Linked DNA regions of Macaca mulatta: region 1 is linked to region 2. A link is a contact called in public Hi-C data. All regions are on one chromosome and are shown on one strand. The core of a region is the stretch at or near the end of the contact, and the rest is flanking DNA. Distances in the headings are between cores, read along the strand shown.

Region 1 (4,840 bases), core at 2,131-4,630, 800 kb before region 2:
TTGGAGACCACCAAGTCTAAGAACCCAATTTAATAGATAAAGAAACTGAGAATAGAGAGGAAGTGACTTGCCAAAAGTTTGCAGAGTAATTTAGGGTAAGGCAAGGACCATAAACATTTCTCTCTTGTGTCCCTCTCTGTGCTAGTCTTTTTTTTTTTTTTTTTTTTTGAGACACAGTCTTGCTCTGTCAACCAAGCTAGAGTGCAGGAGGGTGATCTTGGCTCACTGGAACCACCGCCTCCCAGGTTCAAGCGATACTTGTGCCCCAGCCTCCAGAGTAGGTGGGGTTATAAACGTGTGCCACCAGGCCTGGCTAATTTTTGTAGTTTTAGTAGAGATGAGGTTTCACATGTTGGCCAGGCTGGTCTCAAACTCCCAACCTCAGGTGATCCGCCCGCCTAGGCCTTCCAAAGTGCTGGAATTATGGGTGTGAGCCACCGCGCCCCGCCCCCATGCTAATCTTGATTGCTGCTTCCAAATGCCTGGGCTCCTCTTGTTGGTCTGCTTGCATTCAGGCCCCATCACTTGAGGTTATCTGAAAGAGAGAGCTGAGGACTCCTGAGGGAAAAGGGAAGATGTGCAAACAGAGATAAGCAGGGAGAGGTAAGATGTGCTTGGAAAACTACTAGAAGCAGGGTGGAGGGTGGGGGCACATAAAATCCTGGAAGAAATGAGGCTGAAGGAACAAGTAGGTGCCAAATTATGAAGGTCTGTGCAAACCATACTAGAGGCATTTGGCCTGATGGGTGTTAGGTTCTCAGAGGCAACAGCAGATTGGTATTTACCTTCTATCACCCATGGCCCTCTTATTCTTATTGCTTTTCTAGTAGCCTCTTCAGAACTTTTCCTCTTGGTCAGCTGTAGGAGATCATAAGTTCCCTATGCTGGAGTGTTCAAACTGAGAGCAGATGGTCACTCGACAGTGGGTGAGCGAGGTGCCAGCTTGCCAGGGATCAGCGTGGAATTTTAGCTTACCTACCCTCAGCTGAGTAAGAGCTTACTCAGCTCAGGGCTGGGCGCGGTGGCTCACGCCTGTAATTCCAGCACTTTGGGAGGCCGAGGGCAGATCACGAGGTCAGGAGATCAAGACCATCCTGGCTAACATGGTGAAACTCCGTCTCTACTTAAAAACTTAAAAAAAAAAAAAAAAAAAAAAAAAATCGGGCTTGATGGTGGGCGCCTGTAGTCCGGGCTACTCAGGAGGCTGAGGCAGGATAATGGCGTGAACCCAGGAGGTGGAGCTTGCAGCGAGCAGAGATCGTGCCACTGCACTCCAGCCTGGGCGACAGAGCGAGACTCCATTTCAATAATAATAATAATAATAATAATAATAATAATAATAAAATAAAAATAAAAAGAGCTTACTCAGCTCTTAACACAGAGCTAGTACTTAAACTCCCTGGGCTTTAGTTTCTTTATGGATAAAATAAAAAAATAATAATGCCAACCTAAGAAGGGTCTTGTGAGAGTTAAGTGAATTGTATATGAAAACTCCTTAAAATATTGCTGGGCACTCCAAAATAAGGACTGGCATGAGCTCCACAAAGGCCATGTGTACAGGACTGTAATGGATGCAGATGAAAGGCAGGACCCAAGCCCAGCTTGCCTGAAAGTCTTTTATGCCATTACTGAACCCATGAAAATGCTGCTGGTAGCCTTTAGGCCACCAGTGTGCTATCCTTGGACCAAATGACCCCACACTACACCTGAAGTTCTGTGCTTTTTTTTAGTCTCTGAATTGGTAAACCAGTATTTTTCTACCACTGAGTGCAAATTTATACAACCTTCCCATTTCGTGCAAGCCCCTGCACACAGAAAGTCGTAACAGGGGGTTGAGAAAAGTAAGAGTACGAAAGAAACCGGAACAGTCAATGGGAATGAGGCTTTTGGTGGGGTTAGCACTGACAACAACGCTGTATGTGGTTCACTAAGCATCCAGATTATGACTTGGGTGGTTATATTCCTGGGAAGTTCCTCACGAGTCAAAATTATCTTTTGTAGTTAATCTTATATGATGTTCATGCTAACACCATGCTCACCACGCTCACTTGAGCAATTCATAAACATTTCAGGAGGAGAAACAGTGATCTTCCCCAACACACCCATACAGCACTTTCAACATAATTAGTAGCGTTTCTGGATCCAGCACAGTACTCTTATAATGTGTATGATGGAAGAAATGAACAACTCTAATTATACTTTATTAAATCTTAATCCTCATTAGGACCCTATTATTCTTTATAAGTGGGTTACTGAAGGAAAAAGAAAGGAAATGCTGGGCAAGTCCCGTTATATTCCATGAGAATTGAGATAATCCATTTTTACTTCATGTAACACTGGAATTCTTTTCATAGTAAACCCTAGTACTCAGAATGTGAGTATGCTGAAATGTTTGAGTGAGTGAACTGTGTTTTGATAGGATCTGACCTTTTTAAAACCCCAGAAAAAAATCTCTCTAAGAGCTCATATCTCCCATTTCAAACTATGTTAGTTGCAAAGAGATAAATTCTTTATTATTCTGTGGAATGAGTGGTTATTCTCGACCTTATCTCTCTCTCTCTCTCTTTTTTTTTTTTTTTTTTTTTTTTTTTTTTAAGACAGAGTCTTGCTCTGTCCCTCAGGCTGGAGTGCAGTGGCGCAATCTCGACTCACTAAAACCTTTGCCTCCCAGGTTCAAGCAATTCTCCTACCTCAGCTTCCGGAGCAGCTGGGATTACAGGCGCTCGCCACCACGCCCGGCTAATTTTTTGTATTTTTAGTAGAGACAGGGTTTTGCCATGTTGGCCAGGCTGGTCTCCAGCTCCTGACCTCAGGTGATTTGCCCGCCTCGGCGTCCTGGAATTACAGGTGTGAGCCACCACGCCCAACCATGTTCATATTTTTGTATGTGAACATTAGATAGTTGTTAGGAACAGGTTAAGTAGTCTTACCCCTGAAATGTCTGAATTCAAACACTTATTAAGCACAAGGAAGGTGCTTAATAAATCCAATAACGTGTGTTTTTACATTATTAATTCCTGGTCAAAAGAATCCCACTAAAATCCATCCTCAGAAGGCCCACTTTTTGGAGTTTTTATGAATCGGTAGTTCATGGTGTACTCTCAACAGTTATGAATGGAATTATGTCCTGCTAGAGGTCAGGGCCAGGTATGGAAAGATCAAGGGATTAGTCAGGAGACCCGTATGGGAGGAGGGGAAGACAGGTGCTGGGCCAGTAACGTTCCTTAAGTTTTTGCCTGAAGTGTAAAGCGGGGGACTACGCTTTGTCCTATCTAACTCACCTGAAGATGCAATAGCCGGGTGAGAGACTGCTTTCATTATATGCTAACGTGAGGGATGATTTTAGATATTAATAGGAGAGAAGTACAAGGAAAGGAAGTCTCAGGGCATGGAGTGCTTTCCAGGCAATGGCTGCTGCACGTCATAATCCCCTAACACAGTAAGTGGTGGTTCTCATCGTCGTTCACCCTTACAGATGTCAGAGGGGGGAAAAAATCCAACTCAAACCTTCCAATAACAGGATTGTCTGTATTCAAACCAGTTCATCCCGTTCGCAGACTTTTTTGAAGCTATAAGCACAGAGTAAGCTTTCTGGGCGGGGCTCAGAAGTAAACGTTAAACTCCAGGGATTCATATATTTGAGCACAGAACAGAGGAAGTTGCCCTGGAGCAACTGATTGTCATTGATATTCAGGGCTCACTGTCAACCAGGACCTTCCAGGAACTGGCTCTGGGCCAAGAGCAGTAGAAATCACTGGGTGGTCTGCGCAGCCTGCGGACATCTAACCTGCTTCAAGGCTCAGGGCTAAAAGGAAGGCAGGGCCCTTCCTGGAGGCGGCAACCCAAGTGGGAGGCAGAGCACCTGGGCCTGCTCCTCGATCTGTTGAGTGACGACCCTGTACAAGTCATTTCTCTTCGGAGAGCTTCAGTTTCCTCACGTGCCAAGCGGACGGGTTGGAAGTTGGTCTTTGCCAGCTCTGACACCTTGTAAGTTTTCAGTCTTGCTGGGAATCCAGGGCGGGGCTCACGAGGAAAATCTTGGAAGGGGATTTCATGGCTGGATCTCTTCCACTCAAGCTCAGTGCCTTAATTTGACGCCTTAATAGCAGACGCAGGCTTTTCCATTTTCCAGGAGCCCCTGACGCGGCCGCTTCCTCCTACGTCTCCTCCCTCTTCCTCTAGCAGGGGTAAAGTCTCCACATCTCCCTCTTTCCCTTCCTCCTTTGCAAGCTCCCTGCATTCCCGCGTCTCCTCCTCTTCCTCTCAGGAAATGCAATGCCCTCGGTGCGCCCACCTTTTGGCAAAGCCACTGCCGGCTGCGGGTTTCCCCTCCCCCGCCAGGCGAGCTCTGCGCGGCGGCTCCGCGGGCACACGCCTTCCCATACCTTACATGGACAAATGCGTGCAGGCAAAGTCAGGAATTCAGGCCCCTGACGTCAGCCTCCAGCGCTCAGGGCACCGCACGGGAGACCACGGGGAGGGGGTGGGGACGGTGGGGAGGAAGGAGGGGGAAAGGCACCAACCAGCAGCCGCTCCAGCCCTGCCGAAGTTTCACTTTTTGTCTGTGGGTTCGTTCCCGGGTCCCGCGCGAGCTTTCCCGGGATAAGTAGCTTTAGCGATCGGGGGACAGCCGGGCGCTGCAAGGTAAGGGCTGGCTGCACGGCCCGGGGCGCGGGGCGCGGGGCGCGGGGCGCGGGCGGCGCGCTGGAGGAGGCCAGTGTGGGGCGCGGGGCAGGGCCTGTCCGGGGCTGGGGACAATGGGAGGGGGAGTGCCCGGGCACCTCCTCCTCTGTCTCTGCCTCCGCCTCCAGCCGCCGCCGCTGCCGCCGCCGCCGCCGCC
Region 2 (4,956 bases), core at 22-2,521:
TCCTAGAACAACGCTGTGTGAGAAGAACTACTGAGTGCTGACACTAGTCATTGTGCTAGGCTCATAGTTGAATTCAGATTCCAAATTAAGTAGCCCGATTGTAGAAAAAAACCACATATGAACATTTTTCTTTTTTCCTGGCTCAGCACTACCAGTACTGCTCAGCACTGCTTCTTTGAGGTACACTTATGCCCATTTTACAGATGAGAAAACTGAGACCTAGAAAACTTAAGTAATTTGTCAGTATTGTATAACTAGTTCATGCAAAACATGGGCTTGTAGGCACAAAGTCCATGCTCTAAGCTACCTATCTATGTTATCAGAGAAACATGACTATGACCAACCTAGCTATATACAATTTTCCACAGCCATGTGAAAGTTTTATGATTCTTTAACATTTCTGGGTGTCTGCTATGCTCGGTGCATTGGGCTGGACCTTGTATATGTTGGGAAGAAGGAGGACTTACAAAGACTAAGATACAGTTTCTGCTTTCAAGAAGTAAATAAAAAACAACTAAAATATTCTATCATCCACACCTATTCCCTCTCCCTTCTTTTTTCAGCATGTTACTGGATGCTGCCTCTTTATCCATCTGCCCTGGTGGAGATCTTGAGGTTACAGGAATAGCCAAGAGAGACACAGGCAGAGTTAAGTCCAAAGCAGTCAGCAAAGGTAAGGAGACATAGATGGGTCCAGGTGGTAATGGATGTAGATACTGGACTTGAAGATTTCGGTTTCTAGAGAAGACAGCAGCTCTCCATGCCCAGTTTAATGCCATGGATTAGCGTGGGAGTGGCCCCAGACCCGCAGGGAGAAAAGGCCAATGGTCAGAGTGGAGATACTCAGGACACGCCAGGTGTCCGAGGGACTGGAGAGTTATCCCTCTCTATTACTAAGTGGATTTCTTCTCCCCCTTGCAGGCCAAAGCATGAATACTGGACATAGCCCACATCGAGAGTGGAGAACTTGGTTTTGGTTCCCAAGTAGACCACTCATCAGCAGATGACTGTGAGCAAGTCACTTCCTCCCTCCAAAACTCCATTTCTGCAGGGATTCCATAAAATGGGCATAAGGATTTTCACTGTACTCGTATGAACTGGATTAGGTCATCATGTGCTTTAACACTCTTGGCTGTGAGCACTAGGTGCAGCCAACATGCTGATGCGAAAGAAACGTCTAGGTTTTGCCCCCTGCGTCTTTCCTCGTGACAGGATTATGCTGACGGAGGGCACATCAGATTGACTCACACATACTGAAATGGTCATAGTTATTGAGGTTACCCAGTTTCCAGGCCTGAACTAGTAAACCTAGCAATGAGAATCAGCCAGCATTAGCAAGTTTTCCTTGTGGGAGTGGGGTGGGGGTGGCGACTGGAGGGAGTAGGCGCTGAACCAGGAAAGGAGGAGGATGCTCATTGGCTAAAGATCCGTGCCTGGAAATTAACAGCGTTAAAGTGAGACTTGCTTTAAGTTCCAATCCGGTAAGGCAAATGGAGAGGCTGTCAGGAGACCAGAACTTTACCTCAGCTGTGCACTGACGCACCACGTGCTTTGGTGCACATCCAGCGCCTCTCCCTGCCTCAGTTTCTCCGTTTGTAAAACAACAGCTTGTAAAGGTCTGGGGATCTTCTCATCCTCGGGAGTTTTCTAAGGATGCAGGCGAAAGAGGTAGGAAATGTCCTCTGTCTCTGTCCTGGGTCTTCGGGATCAAGGCCTTTTGAACCAATTCCGGAATCCGCCACCGGGCGGTGGTAGGAGAGAGCCAGAGGATTCGTCAGTAAGGGTGCGTGCGTGACACAGGACTTTTAAATAGATCGCTTTGTATCTAGCACGGTAGCACCTGCTTCTAAGCTTCCAACGGCAGCTCCAGCAACGCGATCATTCAAAAGCGGCCGCTTTCCATTCACGTCTATAATTAGCGCGCAGGCTGCAGCTCAGGCTGGAGCTGCAAAGCGGGGCGGCGGCCTTGTGGGCGGGGCCACCACCTCCTAGCCCCGCCCCCTTCGAATTCCACCTTCCCCGCCCTTCCCAGCCAGGAGCCTCCTGCAGCCTCCTCCCCACCCCCACTCTCTGTCCTCGCCCTGGTCCTGGGCTTCGCTCTCGGCGCTCCAGGATTCCTGGACGACAGGGCCCAATCGTACCCTCACTTTGGGATCACTCTTGTGCAGTAAATAAGCACCTTGAAAGACGCATTCCAGGAGGGCAGCTATATTTAGAGTGGCATCCTCCTCTCCTCCCCGCACGCTCCTGCATCCCGCCCTCTCCCCTCCCCGCCCCGCTCCCCGATGCCCCTCCCAGCCACCTCTCCCTCTTTGTCGCATTACATAGTAATCTGAGATGCACTGGATGTGCTCCAGGGAACAGAATGTACTTGGCAGAGACGCGGGGCTTGATGTCTGCAAAATGTCGGAAACGCAGCCAAGAGCTGCTAACTGGGTCATTAACCTCCAAAAGCAAAGCGAGGACTGTAAGGCCCGCTCTGCCTCCCTTCATCTCGCCAATAAAAGTGCCTCAGTGTGAGGGGGAAGAAAAAGCCCAAGGTTGGCTGCTTTGATTTCTAGGCACCAAAGGCAGGCCCGTCCTCTCCTCCTGGCCCGGGCCCCAGCCCCTCCGGGCCAGCTTCTGCGCCGCATCAGAGTTTACAAGTGGCCTTTGAAAGGCTCAGCAACCCCGCAGGGCCATGCTTGCGCCTCAGTAAAGAAGTTACCCAGCAGCCCTTCCCTACCGCACAGACTTGGACCCATTTTCTTGGGTCCAGGAGGAGTTAAGGGAGTCGGGGTGAGCAGGGGTGAAAGGAGAAGGTCCCAGGCCCTTCACCTACAGTCACGGGCTCTGCAGTCTCTCTCCTCCTCTGCTTCTCTCCCTCTTATTCCTCCCCCTCCTCTTTCTTCTTTCTCTCTTCTTCCTTTCCCTCTTCCACTTCTTTCTGAGAGCAGGCTTTGAGGTAGGTGCATGAATACATGGCTTGGCTCCAGGAGATTTGCATTCAAGTTGCTCGCAGCTCTGTCACTTGCTATGTGACCTTGGGTGAGTCACTCATTTCTCTGCTTTTAAATTCCCTTCTTCTTAATTGTTCACCACAATAACACCTTCCTGACATACATCACAAAACAGGCCAAATGAGAAACTCTTTCCCTGACCGCCTTGTCTTTCATCCCTCTGAAAGCCCTGAGGTCCAAAGTGCCTCTGGCCTTGTGTGTACTCCTGGAAAATAGGAATATAAGTGATCTCAGCAGAAAGATTCAAACGTTTGAATGTTCTTAAGGGGGTAGCCCCTAAAATCCACCCTCTTCAAGTTTTCTAGCCCTGTGAGGTTGCCAAACAGACACTTCCCCTAATGTTCCAACCCACTTCTCCAGTGGCTAGAGAGAGAAAGTGACCGGTACAGAAACCAGAAGAGGTTGTGCAGTTCCTCAAATGAGACTCCCTTCCTTGTTGGAGGGAAGACAGTCAACCTGCTAAGACTAGCAGCAGCCAAACGAGATGTCGGTCTGAGCAGTCTCAACAAAAGTCCAGGATTAGGAGAATGGAGATTTGTGCAGCCACGCTGATGACAGGAGGATAGCTCACCCCGGTGCCGTCTAGGAAATTAGAACCAAGACCAGCCTGGCATCAGCAGCCTTCCTGCCTCGTTTCTCCTTGATCTGACCACTCCTTCTGTGGCAGCCACATCAGATGGACTCTGCCTGGTCGCCGTGTGCCATGGACGCCTCCAGCTTTCCTGCCACCTGGGCCTTGGCTGAGGCGTCTTAAAAAAATTATAAAACTCATCAGAACTTGATGGCCTCTATTTGGCCTATCTTTGCCATACATTCAAACCTTTCGCATCCCTCAAAACCCACCTTCAGTGCCAACTCCTCTATTTAGATGTCACTTCTTTCTCCTTCGGTCTCAATACACCCGGCCAGCATTGGGTTATGCTATTTTTGTACTTGTTAGATCCCTCTTATGCCATAGAGATTTCTCTGTGGATACAAACTCTGTTGATGATCTCAATACTGACGGCTAAGGTGACTATACATCCTGCTTTGCCATCCCAGTTCATGGCTTTGTCTTGGTATAATTCGTTATTAATAGGTCCCTCCTTCACCTTGAAGTTTTCGGGTTTGGATGATCAATTATACAGTCACCTCACTGAGGGTCCCTATCCAAGTACATGGTACATTAGTAGGGGCTCAGTAAATGTGGCAGAATACCCTGAAGGGCATTTAAAGGATCTTTATACCCAGTTCCCTGGGGCTCTCAGTCCTCCCCTTTTCACTCCTTTTCCGGAGGCAGGCTACCATTTGTTCCTCTCCTCTCAAGGTCTGCAGAATGACCTATGACCACTTTCTTTCTTTCTTTCTTTTTTTTTTTTTTTGAGACGGAGTCTCGCTCTGTTGCCCAGGCTGGAGTGCAGTGGCGCGATCTCGGCTCACTGCAAGCTCTGCCTCCTGGGTTCACGCGACCACTTTCTTTTTGACAAGCCTTTCCAGGATTTCAAAATGCTCCGACCCAGCAAGAGAAGTCACTTGCCACAATCCCACCCCTTCTTCTTAGCCCCTAAACAGTAGAACAGCCACTGGATAGTGGAAATAGGTATTAGACACTAGAGAAGGTCAGAACACAGCTGGTGTGATATAGCATTTCCAGCCTCAACTGGACTTTTGGCCTTGCCCAATTTCTTTTTGCTTTTTCCTTTTTCTTTTCTTTTCTTTCTTTCTTTTTTTTTTTGGAGACGGAGTCTTGCTCTGTCGCCCAGGCTGGAGTGCAGTGGTGTGATCTCAACTCACTGCAAACTCTACCTCCCGGGTTCAAGTAATTCTCCTGCCTCAGCCTTCCGAGTAGCTGGTACAGGCACCCACCAGCATGCCTGGCTAATTTTTGTATTTTTAGTAGAGATGGGATTTCACCCATCTCTACTAAAGATGGCTGATCTCCAACTCCTGAATTCAGGTGATCTGCCTGCCTTGGCCT

What was found. A called contact is a pair of places that touch in the nucleus more often than the background predicts.
Region 1: a Hi-C map of liver shows a contact between it and region 2, with 4 times the contacts expected there. The contact joins the promoter of LPP here to the promoter of TPRG1 in region 2. A contact is called at or near these places in 2 of 14 Hi-C or Micro-C datasets (fetal cortex germinal zone and liver).

What each region holds. Positions count from the first base shown.
Region 1 is chr2:10,488,592-10,493,431 of T2T-MMU8v2.0, reverse strand. LPP (LIM domain containing preferred translocation partner in lipoma) reads left to right here and starts at 3,380. Exons shown (of 12, transcript XM_015132425.3): 1 at 3,380-3,987. LOC144338990 (a long non-coding RNA gene) reads right to left here and starts at 4,475. Exons shown (of 2, transcript XR_013413511.1): 1 at 3,282-4,475; 2 at 1-558.
Region 2 is chr2:9,685,901-9,690,856 of T2T-MMU8v2.0, reverse strand. It overlaps TPRG1 (tumor protein p63 regulated 1), which reads left to right and starts at 1,271. Exons shown (of 12, transcript XM_077991227.1): 1 at 1,271-1,668. LOC144338983 (a long non-coding RNA gene) reads right to left here and starts at 2,256. Exons shown (of 3, transcript XR_013413501.1): 1 at 1,523-2,256.